2 separate regions of the Mus musculus genome follow, and region 1 is linked to region 2. The links are chromatin contacts, called in public HiChIP or PLAC-seq maps. All regions are on one chromosome and are shown on one strand. Each heading gives the region's core, a stretch centred on a gene start, on an enhancer-like site or on the middle of the called end of the contact. The rest is flanking DNA. Distances are from core to core; before and after follow the strand shown.

Region 1 (5,298 bases), core at 82-2,581, 610 kb after region 2:
CAATTCATCACTTTCATGCCAAGTGACCTGCGTTCCAAATGTTTCTGGATTGCACAAACTTGATAATTATATTAATCACCACAGTACTCAAAATTGTTTGTTTATTCTTTTTTTCAGCCTCCCTCCCTATGACTGGTGACACCAACATACTGTTTTGAAACCATAATATGGAATCTTGCCCAAGACATTGAGGAATTTATGATCCAACTCTCTAAACATCAGGAAAATATGTTGTCTGGTTGATTTTTTTTAAAGAAGAGCTTCACTTAAGATCTAGGTCCAGCATGTGAATTGAAGAGAGAAATCAAAATAATGAGCACATACCCACCATTGGACTGATGCTTTAAAACTAACATTTGTCCTCTGAGATCATAACAAATATTTTAAGCTTTCATCTAGGATCAGGAGGCCAAATTAGACTTTGTAACATAACCAGTAGACATTCATTCTCTCTCAGCTCTAGAGGCCTGACATTCCAAGACGAAGTCCCAGCAGATTATATCCTAGTGACCCTTGTGCCCCCGGATTTAAAAGGCTACCTCTGGATATGTTTCCATGTGGGCATTTCCCCCTCTACTTCGCACTGCCTTTTTCTTTAAGAAAGCCAGTCTTCCTGGGCTAAGGCTTTACCTCTATACATCCATCTGTTCTCGGTGACCTGCAAATGCCCCTGTCTTCAGATACGGTCGGGTCTGAGGCTTTCATATATGAATATAGAGTGATGGACTCAATTCAGGGCATTACATTCTGATGAGATGTCAGGAGAGAAGCAAAATACTTTACATCATCTTCCGAGGAAAGACCTAATTTTTAATTATACATAGGATAGATGTAGTCTGGTATAGGAGCATGGTGTTTTTCTTTTTCTCACTTGCTGATTATATATGATTACTGTAGGTGTATGATGGGGATGGTAGGTAAGTTCAGAAGAGAAAAATTATAAGAGTTGTGTCTGTGGTCAATTTGGGTGGGCCCCAGGATACCCAAGAATCCAACCATTGTTCTGCATATCTCTGCAAGTCTGAATTTGGATGAGATTAGCGCTGGACCACAGTGTGTGAAGTTCTCATGCAGCAAATCAAAGATGTGAATGGAAGATGCTGAGTTTTCCTCCAAGAGAAGAAGAGATTCCTCCTGTCTGTCTGTCTTTTTGAAGGAGAACGTCTTTCTGTTCTGGAGGTCAAAGAACTGAGACTCACAGTTATTTCTTGTTTCTATGGATCCCTCTCAGTCCTTCTCAGTGTCAAACTGGATCTAGATGTGGAAAGTGGATTGTGGTTGATTCAGTTTCTCTTGGGAACTCTGACTCATGCAGATGTGAATCTCCAAAGCCAGCGGTCTACTCCTCCTTACTTGTTCATGTGCATTGTGACTCTTGCCTACTTAGTCATGGTTGTCATCCTGTTGTTGCAAAATTTAGAAATCAGAAAAATCTCAGCCATCATTTCTAGTTTTATGACTCCTTGTGTGAATCAGAAGCTTGAGTGATTACACAATATTCAAAAGACGAAGAAAAGAGTCTTCTGAACTTTCTGATGCACAGGCCACATGGCCTAGAAGGAATCATTTGTCAGCTGTGACATCTAGATTCCTCCCTCTGTAAAACGGGAATGAAATATATCCCCTTTCATCTCACAGCATCTCTTCAGATCTCATGATAGCACATGTCAAAGTTCCTTAAAAGTATGAGTCTGTTGTGTAACAGAGTTTGCTAGGAATGCTGCATGGTGTACACATGACTTTGTTAAGATGGGTTTATCTTGAATTAAATGTTTCTACACCTGGCACTGGAGGTACACCTCAGCAGCTAACAGCACTTGCTGTTCTTGCAGAAAACGGGGTTGGGTTTCCAGCACCCACACGCTGGCTCATAGTCATCTGTAATTCCAGTTCCACGAAACCCGGTGACTTCATCTGGCCTCAGCAAGTACTGAATGCACATACATACATGAAGGCCAACACTCATACATTAAAAATAAATAAACTTTAAAAAATGTTTATAAGTTTCCAAAACTTAGGAAACATCTTTTGGAGGTAGACACCTTTGGGAAACTTCCAGGCAGCTAAGGCCACTCTTCCTTCTCATTCACTGTCCTGGCTGACTTGGGAAATTCAGCAAAGATTCACTCTTCTAGCGAAGGTTCTAGAATTCTTCCATGACCAATGTTTCCATAAGGCACCAGAGGACCAGAGGAGGCACATGCATCATGGTAATCTCCAAATGACTGATCCTATGGGCTAGCCTCTTCTATAAAGGTCACATCTAGATGGTGATTGTCCCATGTAACACAGAGATGTTGGTGGAGTTGAACATATGGAGTATGAATCATTGCTGTTAACAATGGGAGCACAGTTTCATCTCAATTAGCTTTCCTAAGATGTTTTCAGCATGTCTTTCAGTATGGTAAGCCCTAATGGTCAGAATGATGGGCAGTTCTTTTTTTCTTTTTCCTGTATAGAACTCTAGACCATGGGGATGAACACTTCAGAAAAGAGTGAATTGCAAGGAAGAGCAGCATCAAATAAAAAAAAATGTCAAGAGTAGAAAATATGCTGAATTAGTCTACTTTCCTCTCAATCCTTTCTCACCTTCCACCTACCACTCCGAGCAAGAATCCTTCTGAGAATATTTTCTCAACTATTTTTTCTTTTGTTCAAATTACACAGAAAAAAAGAATTGTGTGATTAAAGCCAGCAGAAGGTTTTGTGTTTCTTTTTGTCACTGAGTCATAAAGAAAGAAAACAAAACACACTAGGCTCAACCTAAATCTAACCAATCACATAACTTTATTAAACACAGCATCAACAGAAAGAAAATATGTAGTGCTTTCCCAGGAAGGAATAGTGCCAAGAATAGAGTAATTTTCTGGCTTTGTCTTTGATATCTATAAATTTTGTTCCATGTGGTTCACTATGTTACTGAACAGCTGTTGATATTAAACATGAGGAGAAAATCACAAATAGACAGTAAAATACATCAGGGGTTAGCAGATACTAACTAGCCATACCCCACAAGGACCCTATTCATATGTATTTTAAACCTCAGACTAAGCAAAACATTTTCTTTTCTATTATTCTATCTCCTCATTTTTTTTTTTGTGGCCAAGTGTGTATTGGATACAAAACTTGTTCAGACCAAAACTTGGCATGTGAGCTCTTGATTTGACTGCAGTTGGGTTACCACCAATTTGCAAAAATGAAGTATGAATAATAATCTTACTTATGAGAGTGCAAAGTAAAATAAATCTTTGCTTTGCCATCTTATCAAGGAATATAAATCGATCTGGCATGCAAGTCAACCTTAATTTCTTATGTAAAGGTTCCAGATGTTGTTACAGCTCTGTTTTATAAATATAACCAGCATGTTAGACATAATGATAGATCTAAAGATGCCATAGATCTCAGACATGGCTCTTGCTCAATGAACTCCATCCAAGCCTTGAGCCATATGATTCAGAAACTCGACTGGGCTCACTTGAGAGCTTTGCCTCGATGCCTATGCTTCTGGCCACCAAAGGCTCACTGGTGAACCTCCTCCTGCTCCAGCAGAGGATTGGACATCAGCTCCCAGCAGCTCCCCACTTCTAGTACCCTCAGTTCCAGGGAAATCTGAGGCCACTGACTTCCACAGGAACCTAAGCACATGGGCAGTGTCACATAGATATACAGCATTAAAAAACAATAAGAGTAAATCCATAAAAGGGGAGGTTTACAAACGTTATCATAGCCTGCACTGAGACTAGCCTGCCAGCTTGACAAGTGAAGTAGGCCCAGACCCTCACTCAGTGTTGCTCCTTTCCCTGCTTATGTCAGGCTTTTGGGCAGATGTTTTTTTCCTGTTTGCAACCAGCGATCCCTCATCAGAAGTTATCCCCAACCCATATCCCTGCCTTGGTTAATACTTATTTATCTAACACATGTGATCATGCCAGTGTGCATGTGCATGCACGGACATGGAAGGGCAACTTGCAAGAGTCTATTCTCCATTTCTACCATGTGGGTAGGTTCCAGGGGTCAAAGTTGGGGAGGTGCTTTGGCAGCAAACACCTTTACCCACTGTGGTATTTTCAATAAGAATGACCACCATGGGCTCATATATTTGAATCCTTGGTTCTCAGCTTGTGAATTGCATAGGAAAAATTAGGAGATATGGCCTTTTCTGGGAAATGTTTGCCACCAGGAGAGGCCCAAAACAGAGTCTCTCTCTTTCTACCTCTTGTGTGGGGATCAGATATAAGCTCCCAGAAATTGCTCCAGAGCCTTACCTGCTTGCCTCCTGTCATGATGTTTGCCAAGATGGTCACAGACTTACCCCCTGAAATGGAAATCACTCCCCAAATTAAATGCTTTCTTGTTATTAGTTAGCTTTGTCCAGATTTGTGTTCACTAAGCCATGCATTGAGTTACCTCATCAGCCTTCCTGGCTATTTTTCCTCATACCTCAGTCTTGTATAGTTCTGCACCAGGAGTGACTCTAAATGCCAGGGCATGGAGTGTCTACCCTATTGAAAGTTGATTGTTCTGGGTTGTATAAGGTCTTTTCTATGTACATATATAGTAAGCTTGATATATAATAAGCTTGATTTATAATAAGCTCCTCCTGAGCTCTCCTACATCCTCCCGTCTCTTGTCCTTCTTCACATTCGTTCTCTTGGTTTCAAGATGGTTTCATTTACACTTTCACATTACCTGTGCATTAGCATTTCATGTGTACATGTCAGATCTCTGACCCATGACTGAAAGAAAATTGTTGTCTGTAAGACACAACACAATTTCTTCCAGTTGCATCTGCTTTCTTGCAAATGATGTCGCTCCATCCTCATATCTGTAAAGCATTCAATGTGTACATAAACTATAGCTGTATGTATTCCTCTGTCGATGCGCACCTAACCAAACTGCCACAAAAATGCCACTGTGCACGTATCTTTGTGACATGGTTGACTGAAAGAACCTAGTGGGGAAACCCCCACTCAACTCCCGATTCTGCGTGCACCCAAGAATCACGAACAGAACATAACACCTTGATGTAACAACAAGAGGTATTTTAACGGCGGAGCTCAGGTTTCAAAGCTCACAAACAACTCTTTGGGCTATTTGACATACATTACATGAATCACAGGTCTCAAGTTTTATTTCCTTTCAGATAACATCATGAAGAAATAACCCACAGAATGGGAGAACTTCTATCTATCTGACAGAGAAGATGAATCGAGAATATACAAAGAACTCAGGAAACAATGTAAGTACCAATTAAGCAACGAAATTCATGAATGGGCTAATTCAATGAGCATACGGTCC
Region 2 (5,587 bases), core at 79-2,578:
ATCTATCTCATGTTGGCGGTTCTCTCGGCTCTACAGTGAATGATAAGCTGCCATAGAATGAAGTAGGGTGACTTGAATGTGGCTGTATCTAGCACGTTACAGACTTTCTGAAAACTGAGTTTATTCTTCCCATCATTAGATTTAACCAAAAAAGTCGGGCTGGAGCCAGAGGCCATACCCGTGAGCACCTCCTAGTGGTTGCTTGTTCAGTGACTGACTTACTCCTTAAGTGAGAATTTAACTCCTGCAGTGTGTAAATCCACAATGAAATAGAGCATCACCATTCATGAATTAATTTCTTCTTTCTTTTTTGGGGGGGATGGGGAAGGAGAGGCACAGTGTCATTGCTTTACTGTGTTGGGGAGACACGGAATATCTGCAGTTAGTGTAGCCAAAGACAGATTGGCCATCTGGCTTTTCTAGATCTTCATTGTCCCGTTTGATATCCCGCTACATGTGGCTCCTCAAATGTAACGGACAGAATTCAGCACTCAGTTCCCTTGTCACAGTGGGCACATTTTAGGGGCTCAGTCACCACACTGGCCGTGAGACATGATATTGGAAAAGACTTCCATAAACATTTCTACCACCCCACCCCCGGGAAGTTATACTGGACAGTTGGATCCCACAGCGAGTCAGTAACAATGAATGCAGTGGGGATTCTGAGAAGAGACCTGAGTGACCACGAGGTGGCTGGCTGAATGCCTGTGGTTCTGACCTATACACGAGGCAGCTGGCTGGATGCCTGTGGCCCTGGAAAAACATGATTAAAAATAGTCTGCTATTTCAACAGATGCTTCACAATGTTAATTCTGGTAACTTGCCCAGAGGTCCTTGAATTCAGGAATTCTGAATCCATGTAGCACAAATTAATGCAATTCATTTATCTATCTATCTATCTATCTATCTATCTATCTATCTATCTATCTATCTATCTATCTATTTATTTATTTATTTATTTATTTATTTATTTATATTTTTGTAGATCAACCTTATGGCTCTCTCTTCTCTTACCCCACTCCTGACCACTGGTCATTTCCAGCTCTTCCTCTCCACTTAGGCTTACTGTAAATAACCACTCAGACCCTGATCGCTATCAGCTGTAAAACATTTGTTCTCTTTGGCCGTTTTCCTGGAATGTATCATTAGGTATTTTCATTGCTTTTGTGCCCCAAGTGAATCTTTACCAAAGGTATTGTCCCGTTCTGACAACATTTACCAAGCAAACCTGATTTAAAAAAAAAAAAATCATGAAGTTTCCTGTTGTGCTTGAATCTCATCTACAGAGGCTCAGTGTGGTGCAGAGGGATAGATATCCTTCTGCTGTATGCAACCAAGCCACAGTACAGGATGAGATAGACGTGGGTCAAAGTCATGGTCAGAGGACCATGGGGCTAAGGGTCCTTCCCGTTAGAAAAGGGATGGCAGTCAGGGAGGAGAGGGTGGGAAGCACAGCTATGTTGTCACGACTCTTGCTGGCCTTGTAGTCCATTGGAGAGTCTATTCTAATGAGAAAAGGGGTCCTGGATTATCTTTTTATCTAAATGGATGCTCCCCCCAAGCCCCTGTCCCACACGTCCATTGTTGTAGTGGCATGCATGCTTGCCTCCAAATTGATTTCTCCGGTCTACTCAAAGCCTATCCCGATGATGTGATATGGCCTCAAGCCTCAACTGTCACCGGAATCCTCCCCTGACCCCATTCCTGCCCTTCCTGCCTTATCTCCGAGACTCCTCAGGAAAGGAATCCGTCGGTCTGCGTCACGGATGCCTCATTTCGACTGCTGGCAAGTTGAGTTGGGCCAGGGGCGAGCCCACAGGCTTTCGGGGAAAGACCCAACATCTTTATCATCTCTACCCAATGGACGCTATTGATACCGACGTCAAGTTCCTGCATTTTCAACCCCTGTGCTCTTTCTTCCAAGTCCCTCAGGGATGTGGCCATCCAGTCTACCACCCAAAACGTCTGCCACTTCTATGTTAGGCTGCACTCTGCCTGTCTCCACTCGGCAGCTCTTTGTGAATGATGTCAGTGTGGACAACCTAACTCGGTGGTCTCCCTGCTTAAACCTCTTCTTTTGGTCAGGACAATGACCAGAGGCTCAATCTGGCCTACTTAGATGGTCTCCACCATACTTTAACCTCACCTAACCACATTCATTCATTGTTGTCTGTTAATCATGCCCTGTAAGCTATCACCCTCAGACCCTGTTCAATTACTGTAAATTCAACTCATTCCTGCTTCGGGGCCTTTAAATATGTGCTCTCTGATGCTTAAATTACCCTCTCCCAGTCCACTCTAGCTAACTCACGCTTATCCGTTCAGTGGTGACTTCCTCTTAGGTATCACATTAGTCATCAGACTCCTCCCCCAGAACGAGGTCACCTTGGGCTGTTAACCTTATAAGGGTAAATGACTTCTTTCCAGTGAGACTTTTAGGCTCCACTGGGAGCCTCTTTCCATTTCCATTGTGTTCCCAGTTCCAAACAGCAAAGCCCTGGCAATGGAGGTATCTAGGTACATTTGTTGACTAACTCAACAAACAGTAACTTTATGTGACCTGGCAGCTTAGGAAATGGGAGACATTTAGCATCCTGCCTGCCCTCCTCCTCCTGTCCCTCCTCCACCCTCCCTAGCCAAGTTCAAATCTTGACTCTATCATTTGTTAGTCAGACACTCTTTGGCAAGTGAAAACCTTTCTAAACTATAATTTTCTCATTAGTAAATCAGCCATAACCATTCATAGGCGAAGGAAGCTTCTAGTAGGTCCCCAATAAGCTACGCTCATTATCAACATTACCATCTCCAATTTGGAAAGCAGAGACTGGAAGTCCTTTGCTCTGGCCACAAAGCTCCCCAGGAATAAGAGACAGACACTCCCAAAGGAAACAGATAGTAACATTTTTTATTAAATATTACAGTGGATCAAAAAGTACAAAATATCTCTTGCCTGCTATGTGATTGGGAAACCATTGGCACAGACAGAATACAGTATCAAAAGCGGTAATAAGTACAATTTGGAAAACATACAAAAATTGAGTGTTTATAGTTGGCTCAGCATTCTTCTGGTAGTGTTTAAAACTAGAGGCCAAGGCTACTCAATAACCTCTCCATTGGGAAATTATATAACATCACTGGGCCAGGTTGCTATATACAAATATCACCTTACAGAGCATCAAGGTTACATAGCTGGGGTTACTCAGAGTGTACAATATTTACAACACAGGGAAGTTTAAAAAAGTATAAACAGCCAAGAGATTACGCTGCTATTTTTTTTTCAGAGTTCTTTCCGCCATTGGGAGATAAGCAGAATATCAAATACATCAACAGTCAACACCGGAGCGGAGATGCTCAAAGTCCCTGCTCCAGCGGTGTGGGTCTCACTGGGGCAAAACCATTCCCGTTCCTTTCTCAGCCCGGGATAATAAGTCAGACTAGACCACACGGGACTTGGCTGGCCACCACCAAATGTGACTTAGTGGGACAACACGAGAAGAGAGATAAATGGTTCTCTTTGAAGGCACACTACATAAAATATATTTCGTGGGACCACCTTGAAACTTCCATCAGACACACCGACACAGTGAAATACAGGACCCAAGGAGTCATGCACCAGAGGGCAAAGCTGTGTGAGCTCAACACTGAGACAAACCCTTCTGTCGATGTCCTGTTGAACAAGTAAAGCCGGGAGCTTCTAGCTAGGAAATGAACCAGTCTGACCTGTGGCAAACGCTACATGTTTGAATCAGTTACTAAGAAAAAAATACTTTAAGCTTAACACTTGGTTGGGCTGTTGTGGTATTTTTATTTTTACTTTCTACTTTATTTTTAAGTTGAATTTCCAAAAGTGAGACCCCCGAAGTTGCCTAGAGATGACATCTTTTTAAATATTATTTAGAATCTCCAAATCCCCAACAAATTCACGGGCTTGATACATTTTGAATTACAACATTTCTCGGAAGCCACACTTGGTAAATGGATTTAGGACTCCAGTGCCAATTGGATTCCACAATTTCCTTTACAGAACAACTAATAACAATGGTTTGCTTGCAAAAAAGAAAGGCTTGTGCAATGCCATTCAATAATAAGGCCCCTTGAACTCAAACAATGCAAACAAAGCCAGATTTAAGACTTTTAAAAAATGTCCTTCTCAGCCAATGAGAAATTCAATGGTCTTTTTGAAAGATCTCCAAGATCTCCGTTTGGAGTTTGAAAACAAATAACACACTACTTCTACTGGGAGAGTAACCCCCCCTCCCCGGCCCCCAGGTCTTTGCATTGGTCCTGATGTTTCACGGAGGGTCCGAGCTCCCTACAACAGAAATAGTGAGTCTCCTCTCAGAAGAGATGAGAAAAAAAAAATAGCTGGATATGTTGACATTGTTTGAAAATGGCGTGATTGAATTCCTACTTGGCGAACACATCACAAATCACCGCACTGAGGAAATCAGTCGCCCCATCTTACAAATGGGTGAGCTTGTGGTGGTGGTGGGTTTTTTTGTGTGGGGACAGACATCGCCGTTTTGCATTGAGAAATGAACTCACAGGGACCGTGTATGGATCCAGCCCATGTCTGCTACAGAATCCCTGGTTCCTTTTCTCCTCTTCTGATTCTGTGGCTATTCAATCTAGCGTCACTTTTTCATACTGTGTCCTGGCCAGTATCATGCTGGCTGGAATTGAGACCCACCCCCAACACACACACCCTTTTTCTTGTGCAACAACAGCAGAATATTCTGCATGTGCACATTTATGAGCTAAGTTATACTAATCTATCTATGGTCCTATTAAATATATAATATATATTTATATATATTATTCCACAGGAAGGTAAATAATTAATTGAAGCGAATGGAACTCTTAACACTGGGTCGCTACATTCTTTTGTTTCCACCTTTGGATAGCATGTTACTACATGGACTATTTGGCTTCATATCATGAGGACATTTCAATAAGAACGAATGGCATGCATGGCTTTGCGTTAAGAGCCGTAGATTCACGGTCACTGGTTTTGATTATTTTTGTAGTTCAGTTACCTATTCAGAGATGTTGAAAACCGTCATCAAGTTTCATAGACTTAAATATGTCAGAGGTAAAAAAAAGAGAGAGAGAGTTAACTATGGTCCTATAGTCTACTGGCGTTAGTGGAGAAGAGGGCAGAGGGCTGCGGACTTCATCAAAGAAGCTTTCATCAGGGTTGGGTGCGGATGGGAACGAGAATCCATTCTAAGGATGCACGTGCTACACGGAGCAAATTTTGTGCTTTGGGAGCAAATGGAATCGTTGGCAAAGAGTGCCAGTCAAAAGACCTCCAAAGCAGATAGCATGGCCACGTGGTGAAAAACTTGATACAAACCACTTTACGGGGACAAATACTCATCAAACCCAGGCCCTAGACACCCAAGAAGATGGCTTTCTTTCACAAACAGGTCATCCAATTATTCCTCAAAGATGTCTCCTTGGGAGAATCTTACTAGGAAACCCAAGAAGCCATCTGATGATGGCAATCACTCTGTCCCTTGATGGGCCAAGGCCTGGCTGGGTAGCCCAGTGGTCAGACCTTGGGAGTTACACACTACCCTTTCCC

The links. HiChIP or PLAC-seq counts read pairs in DNA pulled down with a chosen protein or histone mark.
Region 1: a contact with region 2 is called in a CTCF HiChIP or PLAC-seq map of the NIH/3T3 cell line, with 5 read pairs. The contact joins two enhancer-like sites. A contact is called at or near these places in 1 of 39 promoter capture datasets (pre-B cells) and 1 of 15 datasets of contacts at CTCF or cohesin (the NIH/3T3 cell line).

Annotation. Positions count from the first base shown.
Region 1 is chr10:68,704,315-68,709,612 of GRCm38.p6, forward strand. No RefSeq gene overlaps it. Among named protein-coding and RNA genes, the nearest start is that of Tmem26, 17 kb to the right of the region's middle. Within about 2 kb of position 1,332, at least 39 of the 459 cell types and tissues checked have an H3K27ac peak or open chromatin away from gene starts, as enhancers often do. A contact at or near this core is called in the NIH/3T3 cell line, where this site is marked.
Region 2 is chr10:68,089,638-68,095,224 of GRCm38.p6, forward strand. It overlaps a transcript of Arid5b not described here. Among named protein-coding and RNA genes, the nearest start is that of Gm51770, 59 kb to the right of the region's middle. Within about 2 kb of position 1,329, at least 65 of the 459 cell types and tissues checked have an H3K27ac peak or open chromatin away from gene starts, as enhancers often do. A contact at or near this core is called in the NIH/3T3 cell line, where this site is marked.